Regions from separate parts of the Sus scrofa genome. Here regions 2 and 3 are each linked to region 1. A link is a contact called in public HiChIP or PLAC-seq data. All regions are on one chromosome and are shown on one strand. The core of a region is the stretch at or near the end of the contact, and the rest is flanking DNA. Distances in the headings are between cores, read along the strand shown. Region 1 overlaps FRMD4A (FERM domain-containing protein 4A). Region 2 overlaps FRMD4A (FERM domain-containing protein 4A). Region 3 overlaps FRMD4A (FERM domain-containing protein 4A).

The links. HiChIP or PLAC-seq counts read pairs in DNA pulled down with a chosen protein or histone mark.
Region 2: a contact with region 1 is called in an H3K27ac HiChIP or PLAC-seq map of skeletal muscle, with 8 times the contacts expected there. The contact joins two enhancer-like sites. A contact is called at or near these places in 2 of 2 datasets of contacts at active chromatin or transcription factors (alveolar macrophages and skeletal muscle).
Region 3: an H3K27ac HiChIP or PLAC-seq map of skeletal muscle shows a contact between it and region 1, with 9 times the contacts expected there. The contact joins two enhancer-like sites. A contact is called at or near these places in 1 of 5 promoter capture datasets (liver), 25 of 47 Hi-C or Micro-C datasets (adipose tissue, brain, embryonic fibroblasts and 14 more) and 1 of 2 datasets of contacts at active chromatin or transcription factors (skeletal muscle).

The regions. Positions count from the first base shown.
Region 1 is chr10:47,609,513-47,613,668 of Sscrofa11.1, reverse strand. All of the region lies in intron 2 of FRMD4A (FERM domain-containing protein 4A), which reads right to left. Among named protein-coding and RNA genes, the nearest start is that of FRMD4A, 230 kb to the right of the region's middle. Within about 2 kb of position 1,863, at least 6 of the 83 cell types and tissues checked have an H3K27ac peak or open chromatin away from gene starts, as enhancers often do. A contact at or near this core is called in skeletal muscle, where this site is marked.
Region 2 is chr10:47,867,305-47,871,344 of Sscrofa11.1, reverse strand. The region is part of intron 3 of FRMD4A (FERM domain-containing protein 4A); the gene reads right to left. Among named protein-coding and RNA genes, the nearest start is that of PRPF18, 250 kb to the left of the region's middle. Within about 2 kb of position 1,479, at least 31 of the 83 cell types and tissues checked have an H3K27ac peak or open chromatin away from gene starts, as enhancers often do. A contact at or near this core is called in skeletal muscle, where this site is marked.
Region 3 is chr10:47,912,577-47,916,986 of Sscrofa11.1, reverse strand. All of the region lies in intron 6 of FRMD4A (FERM domain-containing protein 4A), which reads right to left. Among named protein-coding and RNA genes, the nearest start is that of PRPF18, 210 kb to the left of the region's middle. Within about 2 kb of position 1,591, at least 8 of the 83 cell types and tissues checked have an H3K27ac peak or open chromatin away from gene starts, as enhancers often do. A contact at or near this core is called in skeletal muscle, where this site is marked.

The DNA.
Region 1 (4,156 bases), core at 614-3,113:
AAGGAAACAGAGGCACATGAAGGGTGAGTTGCTGAGAAAGCTCACATGGCTGGAACACGTGGAGTAGGGACGTGGCCCCAGAACATGCTGGAGCCTGGCCCTGGCCTCATAATAAGCCTACGCTAGGTTGTCTGGAAAGGGCAGAAGCATTATTCATAATAGCCAAGACATGGAAGCAACCTGAATGTCTATCAACAGATGAATGGATTAAGAAGGTGTGGTATACACACACACACACACACACACACACACACACACACAATGGAATATTACTCAGCCTTAAAAAGGGGCAAAATAATGCCATTTGCAGGAACACAGATGCAACTAGAGATTCTCATACTGAGTGAGGTCAGCCAGAGAAAGACAAGTACAGTATGATGTAACTTATATGTGGACTCTAAGATACAGCATAAATGATTCTACCTACAAAACAGAAATAGATCACAGACCTGGAGAGCAGACTTGTGGTGGCCAAGGGGGAGGGAGTGGGATGCCAGGGAGTTTGGGGTTAGTAGATGCAAACTATTACATTTAAAATAGGATAAACAATAAGGTCCTAGGGTACAGCACGGGGAACTATATTCAATCTCTTGGGATAGAACTTGAGAGAAGATAGTATTGGAAAGAATATATGTAGATGTAGATAGCTGGGTTGCTATGCTATGCAGTAGAAATTGACACAACACTGTAAATCAACTATACTCTAATAAAAAAAGGAAAAAACAGAAAAAAAAAGAAAAGGCAGAACCAAGGCTGGGGGTGGGCTAGGAGGTGTTGGCAAAGGCCCAAGATGAGTCCTCATTTAAGAGGGAGCCCACTTCTGGTCATCATCACTTCAGAGCTTCGTTCTTGAAATGTCCCCAGTTCTCGAAGGCCATTGACCTTCCCCGTTGATCTGACAGTCACAAAGCTTGCTCCTGACTTTATCTATTTTCCCACTGGCCCTTGGTGATGGCTCCCTGGAAGTTCTGTCTCATGCTTGGGGGGGCGGGGGGGGGAGCGGAGGTGGAGTGAACAGCATGGCCGCCCCGGCTCACTTCCCATCCATTATCCATTCTCCCCACCGCCCCACCAGGGACCCAACCAATCAGCCCCTGTGCATATCAGCATGGTTCCCAGAGAGGATGGGCTGTCCAACTCTGACCTGTCACCTGTTCCAGGGAAAACAAAGACCTCCTCCGCCACCTTTCACCCAGTACACTGGGAACAGGGCCAGCCCCTTCTCAATGTTTTCAATAAGTTTTCAAACACGCTTGTTTCAGTGGCAGCTTTTGCGGTGATTATCTCATTAGGGTCTTGGCCTCAAAACACCTTATTTATTGTGAAGTGAAAAAACAGTAGACCCTCTCAAGCTTCTTTTAAAAAGAAAAAGCAGGCTCTAGTGTGATGGGAAATTTTTTACTTGTGGGAAAACACCTCCCTGCCCTGTTCAAAGACACCATCAGCCCCGGTTTGGATTGAATGGAGGGCACTGGCCCAGTGCCACAGAGCAGGAGCTCATGGCCCAGATGTCCAGGTAATTTCCAAACCTTGTTTTGTTTCCTCCATCTCCTTCATAAGCCCATGGATTAAACCCCATGAGCAACCAGCTCCTGATGGCTTTGTATAAACTGCACAGATTTTTCAGGAAACAAAAATAAGTTTTGTTCTCTCCTATCAGTGCAGGCGTGCTATTCTCTAGAGAGAGAGAGGAATCAGAATCGTTGAAACAGCTCTACAATGGATGGCAGTCCTGTGATAGTGTAACCCAAACAGCCAGCATAAAATTGTAAAACTCTGCCGCAGGGGCAGATGGCTGCTGTGGGAATATTTATAGCAGGGACCTAGAAATAACTGTAAGGGAAAAGCCTTGTGAGTAACAGGAGACGGGACATCAAGGTAGCACGTGGTCTAGAAGATATTCTCGCTCTAGTCTGAAGCCCCTGAGGGCTGTGGGTCCATCACTGTGCAGGGGAGAGACCTGGTATATTCTCGCACTAGTCTGAAGCCCCGGAGGGCTGTGGATCCACCAGTGTGCAGGGGAGAGACCTGATATATTCTCAGAGCCCACAAAAGCGATCCCTCCTACACCCCACACAGCACAGACCTAACAGATCAGAACTGGAAGCAGGAAGTGGGCGGGGTGGGGGTGGGGGTGGTAAGACTATTAGAACAGGTGGGGGATTTTGCACTGCATGCTCCAGGGGCAGGAAATGGAGAGCTGGGCCAAGGAGAGTGACATCTGGGTTCAAATAGGGATGCAGGGCCCCAACCCCTCTGTGCTAAAGTTTTCACCAATTAGCCAAGGAGTGGAGACCAGACTGCCATGGGCCCGGGTATAATTTGTCATTCTTTCTCTATTTTTAACGTTATGAACTACATCGAGTGGCCTTTGTCAGCATGGGTCCAGGACTTTGCCATAAATCTTTTGGCCACAGTTATAAATTCTTGAGCTTTGGTTCTCATTAAAGAGAAGCACCCCAATTAAGCTCCAAACCAACACTGAAGTCACTACTCTTGGGTCCTGACAGTGTAGACCAGCAAACCACAAAATGACACCAAACCTCTTAGAACTGTAAGGCATGAATGAGACCACAAGGAAGAGAGGAAGACTGTTTAGACTCCTAAAAGAGATTTCCTTGTATACCTAATTTCTTATTTATTTATTTATTTATTTTTGGCCACACTCACAGCATATGGAAGTTCCTAGGCCAGGCATTGAATCAGAGCCATGGCTGCAACCTACACCATAGCTGCAGAAATGCTGAATTCTTAAGCCACTGCACCAGACCAGGGATTAAACCCACACCACTGCAGAGGCAATACAAGGTCCTTAACCTATTGTGCCACAGCGGGAACTCCTATATTTAATTTCTTAAGTAAGACATTTTATCTTTTAAAAATGCATTAAAAAGCAATCAGGTGGTTCATATATGTGTGTCTGTGTGTATATAAATAGTAGAAAAGAAAAAAACAGATAATGATACCAGAAAAAAAAAAGATAGCTCCATAAAGCATTCAAAACAAAACAAAACACTGAGCATTGTGGCTCAGTGGTAACGAACCCAAATAGTATCCATGAGGATGAGGGTTTGATTCCTGGACTCGCTCAGTGGGTTAAGGATACGGCATTGCCGTGAGCTGTCGTGTAGGTCGCAGACGTGGCGCAGACCCCCTGGTGCTGTGGCTGTGGTGTAGGCTGGCAGCTGCAGTTCCTATTTGACCCCTAGCATGGGAACTTCCATATGTCACATGCATGACCCTAAAAAGCAAAGCAAAACAAAGCAAAACAAAACAAAAACAAACCAAAAACCACTCCCATAACTGCATGCGAAAATAGCTGCACTGTGAAAAAACCGCACCATATATAAAAAGATTTCTTTTTTTTCTAAGAGAACCTGTTGAACCGATTTTTCCAGTCTTAGTTTCCCTATTAGTGTGTTTTTCTTCCATGCCTGCCTCATTCTAATGGAAGAACCAGAGAGGAGCCTGGCTTTACTTATTTGCTTTCCAGCTAGTGTAGCACTAAGATTTATTGTGTGTATCTTTAGGTCCCCAATTGGAATTGCCAACGATATCAACAACACACACTACTCACTGAAGAGATAACTAACACAATATCAAAAGCACAGCTTTTCTAGAAGGTACAACTGCCCACTATGCTGATTTCATGTCGGTTGATTTCCCCTCCCTGGCAAGGGATGGCTTACATTCAGCTCAATGCTCCCTCAGGATCTCCCGGTCACCTACACGATTAAACCAAAGGCAGGGTGAATTTACACTCCTGACACATTCACCTCTCCTGCAGCAAGTTAATCAGGCAGAACTGGAGTGTTCCAGGGTTTCACACCTCAAGCCAGGCCCGTCCCTCATGTCTGCTCCATGCTGTCCTTGCTGGGAGGGATGTCTGACCATGGAGACCCAGGAGGACAGTGACTGATTGACTGACTCTCCATCTCTCACAATGAACAACAGAAGCCCCAACCTGCTTGTGAACAGTGATGGAAGGAGTTTTCCCTGAAAATGAGCAGGACACTTTGATGGGCTCTGCCACAGTCAGCCACAGCCTAATTTGCTAGAAACCAGGAACAGGCTGAGGAGGAACCACGGCCCAGAAAAGGACCTTCCAGTACGGAAACAGACTCTGCCACCGGCTTTGGGAGAAGGAGGTGAGGCA
Region 2 (4,040 bases), core at 230-2,729, 260 kb before region 1:
ATTATAAAAGATGTGGAGTTTCCGTCATGGCTTAGTGGTTAACGAATCTGACTAGGAACCATGAGGTTGCAGGTTTGATCCCTGGCCTTGCTCAGTGGGTTAAGGATCTGGTGTTGCCGTGAGCTGTGGTGTAGGTTGCAGACGAGGCTCGGATCTGGCATTGCTATGGCTGTGGCGTAGGCCAGTGGCTACAGCTCCGATTAGACCCCTAGCCTGGGAACCTCCATAGGCCACAGGCATGGTCCTAAAAGACAAAAAAAAAAAGTGTGATTATGATTCTTGAGAGGAAGAGCTTTTTTCTGGATTATCCAGGTGGACTCTAAATGCAATCACATGGCTCCTTCTAGGAGGGAAGCAGAGGGAGTTTTGACACTGACACACAGACGACAGATAGGGTGGTGTGAGAACAGAGGCAGAGACTGAAGTGACAAAGTCACATGTCAAAGAAGGCTGGCAGCCACCAGAAGCCAGAAGAGGCAAAGAATGGATTTCCGTCTCAAACCTCCAGGACAGCCTGATTTTGACTTCTGCCTTCCAGAACTGCGAGAAGATGGGTTACTGTTATTTTAAGCCCCCAAGTTTGTGGTGATCTGTTAAGCAGCCTCAGGGAATTGATCTCCCCCCCCCCCCCCACACACACAGAGTGCCTGGCGTATAGTTTGCATAGCCGCAAACTCCAAATCTGTTGGTTGGTTGAGACTCTAGTAAAATGGGATCTCAGTTGAAAACCCTTTATTAGTATCTGCATTTTCTCTTTATAATGCCATTGACTTTCTTGGCAAGGAGGTCACCTCCAGAAGTCTAGGTGGCAAAGCCTTTGTCTCTGAGCTGACCCTGGGTCAGTCACTGGCAGCGTGGTCTTCAATTCTATGAATTCTCCCCTCAAGCCCTCTCTTGTCATCCACCATTCCCTTGGGGGCAGCTCACAGATTCTAAATCAATGGAATGGCCACTTCTGAATTAATTGCATTAAAAAAAATTAAAACATCAAATGGCTCCCATCTGTGCTTTGGGGGGAATCACTGCCGAGAGACTGACCCTCCCACCTCTCCCTCCACCCCAAGGCTGGTCTGGACAATTCGCTTGTGGCTGCAGGGCACATGGTGACCACCAGGCTGCCAGGGGACAGTGAGCCATGCCTGCCCGCTCACCCTGATGGCACTGCCAGCCCCATCCTAGGAAAGGGTGATGCCTGGCCACCGAAGGACTGGCTGCAGCCATGGAGACGGCAGAGAGTCCGGTGCTGAGGGTGGGAAGAAAGCACGGTCAGTGCGCCCTTTCTTCCCAACTTTTCTAAAAAGCTAAATAGAGGGGTGGGGGGGGGGGTGAAGAGGAGTAGCTCTGAATCGCCGGAGCCTGCGGCTTCTTTGAAGCCCTGCCTGTAATTGTGTTTCCCTGAGCAGCTGGGAGCCTGGCTCCCGCCCTCCCCCTGGGGCTGGGCAATAAGCAGCCAAGTGCTCATTGGCTGCTCCCTCATCCTGGGGTGGGGGGCAGGGATGGAGAGAAAGCATGAGGTCATTGTGCACACAGATGCAGGTCTGGCTGTGCCCCCCCCACTCCCCCCCAACCCCGCCCCACCCCGACGCCATATCACCCCCCCTGATGCTCTGGCCGATTAGCTGGGGAGGCTGGCTTCCTTCCTGCCCCATCTGAGCAGCCCCTGGGTTCCGTAGCGAGAGGAGGGTGTATGTGTGTGTGTGTGTGTGTGCAAATTTTATGTGTGTGCGCATGTGCTGCTTCCTTCATGCAGGCTGAGGCGCTCTTCTAGCCTCGGAGGCGCCAGGATAGGTGGGGGTGGGGGTGTCATAAAGCTCAGTGGATCCTGCCAGAACCCTAAATCCTTAGTGGACAGGAGACTTTACCTCCAGCTCAGGAAGAACCAGCAGCAAAACATCTCAGCAAAGCTGGTTCCAGACCCAGCCACTACGAAGAGTTTCTGGTTTAGGGGTACAGCCTTTGTCCAAGGGCAGAACCGAGTCAATCCTTACCCAGGGGGTGGATGCCAGCATTTCCCCCATTTGATGCAGGAGGAGCTGAAGCACAGTGAACGGACTTATTTGCCAAATGCACACAGCTAGTAACCAGCAAATGAACTCAACCATAAAGTGGGTATAAGCCACCTCAGAATGCTGGATTAAAATAAAAAGCCAGACAGCCTGGTTACCCAATCCACTTAACTGACAGGGCAGAAAACTAAGGCTCAAGGGATTGAGAAGCGTGTCCACCAACCAGGGCGGTCACCTCAGTGGTCAGCACACATGGGGCCAGGACCCAAGTGCCTGACTAGCCCTCTGCTGGTCCACTGAAGGTTTCAGAGAAGCCTGCAGCGATCTGAAACAGGAAGGGAAGAAAACAAAGGGTATCAATGACCAAGGCTGGGGGGAGTGCGTCCTGGCAGGCAAAACGCTGACACTGCACATACCACGTTCAAGTCCAGGTTTCCTGGCCCCTCCCCAGCTTCCCCGCTGCTGCTGCCCCTCTCCCTGCCAGCACCATCATCTTCTGCATACCTCCCCCATCCCGGTTCTGGGCTGAGAAACAACCCAGCAACACTGTACAGATGAGGACGCTGGGGCTGAGAAGTGTCAGTGCGGCCAAGGTCACAACCCCCCCAGGGTCACAGGGCAGGCAAGGGGCTTGAGTCTGGTACAGGCTCCAGAGCTTTGATTTTTAAATACTGGGAACAGATCCAGCGAGTAACAAACAGCGTGGACAGGAGGGGTTTGAAGCCGCTTTTTTCTAAACGCAATAGAATTTTGCTGGATGACGTGCATCCGGAGGGCAAGGATCAGGATGGATGGGTATCTGCAGTCTTGCACCCCACTGCCGTGCCTGACACACAGTAGGTGCCTTCTAAAGGTGTGTATGGGTAGATCAGGAGAGACTGGAGGGTCACTGGTTGTTACAGCAGCCTGGCAGGAATGCTGACCAAAGTCAGGGTGAAACCTACACACTCTCTCAAGGCTGGGCGAAGCACAGAAATGCTAGGCAGAGATTGTGGTGCCACGTGGAGCAGGATGGGACCAGATACCATATGCTGTTACACTGTTCCTAGACGCAAGAGAGTCCCAGGGTTTCAACGGTATCGTATGCCTCCAGGCACCCATGGAGGATGCTGTGACGCAAACTTTGGCAAAGTCACGTATATACCCAGGCAAGGATGGGCTGTGTCTGTATTCCTACCCCCTCCTTTCAGAGCATCTCCTCCTCCTACCTGACTTCTCCCTGCCACCAACTTCCTTTAGTCTCTTCCCTCCCCATTCTCTCTTTTTCCAACAGACTCAGCCATTTACTCAGCATAACGACTTCCAGAGAACAACCTCTCTGGTTTTCCAGTTGCTCATCCCCTCCTGTTCCACTACTCCTACGTATTATCCTTTATACCATACTCATTTATTCCTTCGCTCTGGTCCTTTTATTTCCACATAGCCTCTTCCACGTTTGGCTAAGATATACACTGGTGCCAGCGTTGGGCAAAGCTGGGGTTGCTCTCAGCCTGGGAAGCTGAGTCTTTCTCATCCCGGCATTTGACGGATGCCCAATGGGAAGGCTTTGACAGGCGTACGTAATTATTACTCCTCCAGAAATGCAAAGTGCTCCTGCCAGCCGGCTGGGAAGCCTGCTTTATTCAGGAGCTGTGCCCCTTGGGAACTCTGGGCGGGCGGGCAGGTGTTCATTAGGGAGCGCCTGCTGATGACACAGTAACTCCCAGACTCTAGCCTGCTCGGGGCAATGTCACAGGGACGGCTCGTCTGGGGCGGCTCCCCTTAGAAGCCTCTCTGCATTCATGAAGTGATAACTATTTCGATGAGGTGAAAATACAAAAAGACACACAGTACTAAACCTGCCTCTACCAAGGTTGGGCTGGCAAGTCTGCAGACCCAATTTTGAGGTGCTGGAAACAAATACAGGGGATGTTAAGGGGGTCCACGGTCCTGGTGTCCACCACATTCTTTTTTTTCTTTAGCTCGAAGCCTGCCTTGCATACTTAGTTATGACTCGATCTTGTCCTACAGGGAGTAGTAAATTACTTTTGTGGA
Region 3 (4,410 bases), core at 342-2,841, 300 kb before region 1:
GTAAAAATAAATTAATAGGAATTCCCATCGTGGTACAGGGGAAACGAATCCGACTAGGAACCACAAGGGTGTGGGTTCGATCCCTGGCCTCGCTCAGTGGGATAAGGATCTGGTGTTGCTGTGAGCTGTGGTGTAGGCTGGAAGCTACAGTTCCAATTTGACTCCTAGCCCGGGAACCTCCATATGTCGCGGGTGTAGCCCTAAAAAGCCAAAAAGAGACAATAGTAATAATTATAAAAAATTAGTAAATAAAATAGAGGTTTTTGTTTGTTTTTTTTTTTGCCATTTCTTGGGCCGCTCCCATGGCATAAGGAGGCTCCCAGGCTAGGGGTCCAATCGGAGCTGTAGCCGCCAGTCTACGCCAGAACCACAGCAACTCAGGATCCGAGCCGCATCTGCAACCTACACCACAGCTCACGGCAACGCCGGATCCTTAACCCACTGAGCAAGGCCAGGGATTGAACCAGCAACCTCATGGTTACTAGTCAGATTCATTAACCACTGAACCACAATGGAACGCCAACAAAATGAAGAGTTTTTACGCTTTTTTTTTTTTCTTCCAGCCACACCCTTGGCACATGGAAGTTTTTGGGCCAGGGATTGAACCCGAGCCACAGCTCTGACCTACGCTGTAGCTGCGGCAATTCCAGATCTTTTAACTCACTGTGCTGGGCCAGGGTTCATACTTGCACCTGCACAGCAACCCAAGCCGCTGCAGTTGGATTCTTAACCCACTGAGCCACAGTGGGAACTCCCAGGGTTTTTACTCTTAAAAAAAATAAGCTACAATGATATAGCATACACATGGGAATATAGCCAATAGTTTACAGTAACTATAAATGCAGTATAATTTTTAAAAGTTGTGAATCACTATATTGAATGCCTATAACTTCCATAATATTTTTTTTTTCTTTTGTTGGCTACCCCAAGGCACATGGAGTTCCTGGGCCAGGGATCAGATCAGAGTCGCAGTTTAGACCTAAGCTGTTGCTGTGGCAATGCTGGATCCTCAACCCACTGCGCTGGGCTGGGGATCAAACCTGTGTCCCGGTGCTCCCAAGATGCTGCTGATTCCATTAGGCTACAGTGGGAATACCAATAAAAACTTTTTTAATGCAAAGAAAGAAGAAAAAAAAAAAAAAAGCCCTGGTATTTTATGGCTTAGCCTTTGCTGTTTGCAAAGCATTTGAAAGTTTATCAACAATTTTGAAAATGTCTAACAGAAATCTCGCTTTGTCAGTGGAGAACTCCAAGCAGGCAGGAGTCAACCCTGAAGGTGGGGGGAGAGCTGAGTTTAGAATCACATCCACCCACCATTCCCTCTAGTCTGACAAGTCCACTGCCCCCCTCGCGGCTGACCGATGGGCCTCTCCAGTGGACACTGGAAGCTATATCCAAAGAGAGAGGCGACCAGATGGAGAGCTTGGCAGGAAAGCTCTGCTTCCAGGAAACACACATCACCCCAGGCTGACTTCCCCTGGGGTCCCTCAGATCCAGACACACATCTCTAAATGAGTTTCAGCCACCCTTGGTCATAAGTTTCCTTTCCCTCCTCGACTGGTCCCCTTCGTGAGTCAAAACACAACAGAGATGCTGCTGGAACAAGTGGCCACGTGGGGTGTCTGTGACCCAGTCCAGTACTTCCTTCTGCTCCCTCCTGATCAGATTCTAACTTTCTGCAACTTGGACAGATTCTGACTGTAATTTCCTGCTCTTTCGGTATAAAGTCAGGGACCGTAAAGCAAGGAGAAGTGAGCGGGAAATTCACTGAGTTAGGCTTTCTGTTTCCTGGTGAAGGAAGAGTAGGGGGTGGGGGCTGGCACGCGTGGTTGGGGGAAAAATGACAAAACAAAGACACAAACGAAACAAAACACCCTTCTCTACTTTTGTGCTGTTGAAGAGAACAGAGGTTTGCTCTCTGGAGAAGATGCACAGGAAGCTGGAATGAGGTGAACTGAGATCTCAGGGACGCAAAGCGGGTTACATCGCAATGGAGGCCACCCCCTCCCCCAGACCCTGGAAGTGGGAGGGGACATCCTCGAGGGAAGTAAGACATGACATCCTCTGGAGACAATGCATCACCACGAGAAAAAAACACCAAGCACTGATGCCTGGGGTTCCCACTGAAAGAACCAGCTCTCCTCCGGGACACTCCACAGGGATGGTCCCAGGGGTTTGACCGACTCCACCTGGGCACTCGCAGCTTTGGAGTGAGGCCCCTCTTAAATGTGGCTGGAACGCTTCCTACAGGCAACACGGAGACCAAAATCAAGAAACAGGAAAGAAATAAAGAAATCGGAAGAAACAGCAAGCACACAGAACAGGCAGGATAATTACTAGGATTGGAGGGATGAGCCTATTAGGTTCAAAAACAGTAATAGGATTGTAAGTATACAAAGAAAAATCAGATAATGTGAAGGAAGTCTTGGATATTCAAAACATGATGGCAAAGGTTGGAAAGTCAAGAGAGGAGATTAAAGGTAACATTGAGGAAATCGCCCATAAAGTAAAACAAAACGACAAAGATGGAAAATAAGAGAAACCAGGTATTGAAGCAGGAGGCCAAGTCGGGTACTGGATTAACGGGAGCTCCAGAAGGAGAGCACAGAGGCAACAGACATCATCAAAGAAGGAATGCGAGGAGTTCCCACTGTGGCGCGGTGGGATTGGCGGCGTCTTGGGAGTGCTGGGACGCAGGTTCAATCCCCAGCCCGGCACAGTGGGTTATGGATCCAGCATTGCTGCAGCTACGGCTTACGTTGCAGCTGTGGCTTAGGTTTGGTCCCTGGTGTGGGAACTCCAAATGTCGGGGTTGGCCAAAAAAACAGAAAAAAGAAAAAAGAAGGAAAGAATACAAAACACCTCCCAGAACTAAAGCAGAATCCGATTCCAGGCTAAAGCACCCATGGGATACCCAACATAGTGGGTTTATAAAGACCCACTTCTGGGCACACACCCTGAAGTTTCAGATGAAGAGGAATAAAGAGGAAATCCTGAAAGATCCTGTTGCCGGTGGTGGAGGTGAGCGTGAGTCCAAATAGAGTGTGAGCACAGCAGACGCCCCCAGAGCAGCTCTCCAAGGCTCCGAGGCAACCCCTCTGATATTCTGAGAGAAAACATTCCCTTATCTCCACTTCCAGTCAAACTATTACTCAAAGACGAAGGTGGAACAAAGACTCTTTCAGATGCGCAAAGACCCCAACATTTTATGGCCCCTGTCCACCTTCTCTGGATTACGGCAGGATGTTCTCCAGGGAAACAATGGCATAAAGCAAAACACAAGAAGACAGAGTTCCCGTCATGGCGCAGCAGAAACGAATCCCACTAGGAACCATGAGGTTGGAGGTTTGATCCCTGGCCTCGCTCAGTGGGTTAAGGATCCGGTGTTGCCGTGAGCTGTGGTGTAGGTTGCAGACGCAGCTCAGATCTGGTGTTGGCTGTGGCTGTGGCGTAGGCCAGCAGCTGTAGCTCCGATTCAACCCCTAGCCAGGGAACCTCCACATGCTGCAGGTGTGGCCCTAAAAAAGCAAAACGAACAAACAAAACCCCCCCCCAAAACTCAGGAGGAAGACAGGAGGTCCAGGAAGAAGCAGAGCACCCTGCCCAGAGCGGGGGTGAGGATGGGACGGAAGGAGCATCCTGGGCCTGAGGGCCATGAACGAGGCCACGTGCAGCCTGGAGCAGGACGGAGGGCTCCAAAAGGGAGGTCCCGGGGAAAACAACGAAGGCAGAAATGAGAAAAACCAAGCCACAGAGAGGAACAGTTGGATTATCTGATGCATATGCAAATTAACCCTGGTGGACTTTTGGGAATCTGTACCTTTTGGAAAAATACTGATGGGTGCAGAGACCCTGAAACAAGTAACAGCAAGGCAATGACTACCTTTAGATAAAATAACTGGTTGTCTAAAAAAGGCATCACAACCAAAGGATGCTGCTTGGATTAGTCATAATAATGTAATGCTGACGGTTCTGGCTCTCACCCAGAACTGGGCTATCACCATGCTGGGAAACCTGGAAAAGGAAAGTATGGGTGGAATGGTTGCAGAGAAGACCTCAACCCTCATCTACCTTAACAGGTGAGGACTGCATCAGAAATGGATCACTCAAGGAATACCACCACGTGCCAATTATTTAGATATACAGTGATGATGGGTGTACAACTATAAATATAATAAATTCATTGGATTATAAAAACAAAGAAAAAAGAAAGAACTGCAGTAATAGCGTTAAAGCACTAAAAAGTAAAATCACTTAAAAAAAAAAAAACAAAAACAAAACAGAAATAGGAGCTTCCTCCGTGGCTCAGTGGTAATGAACCCAGCTGGTATCCACGGGGATGCAGGTTTGATCCCTGGCCTTGCTCAGTGGGCTAAGGATCCAGTGTTGCTGTGAGCTGTGGTGCAGGTT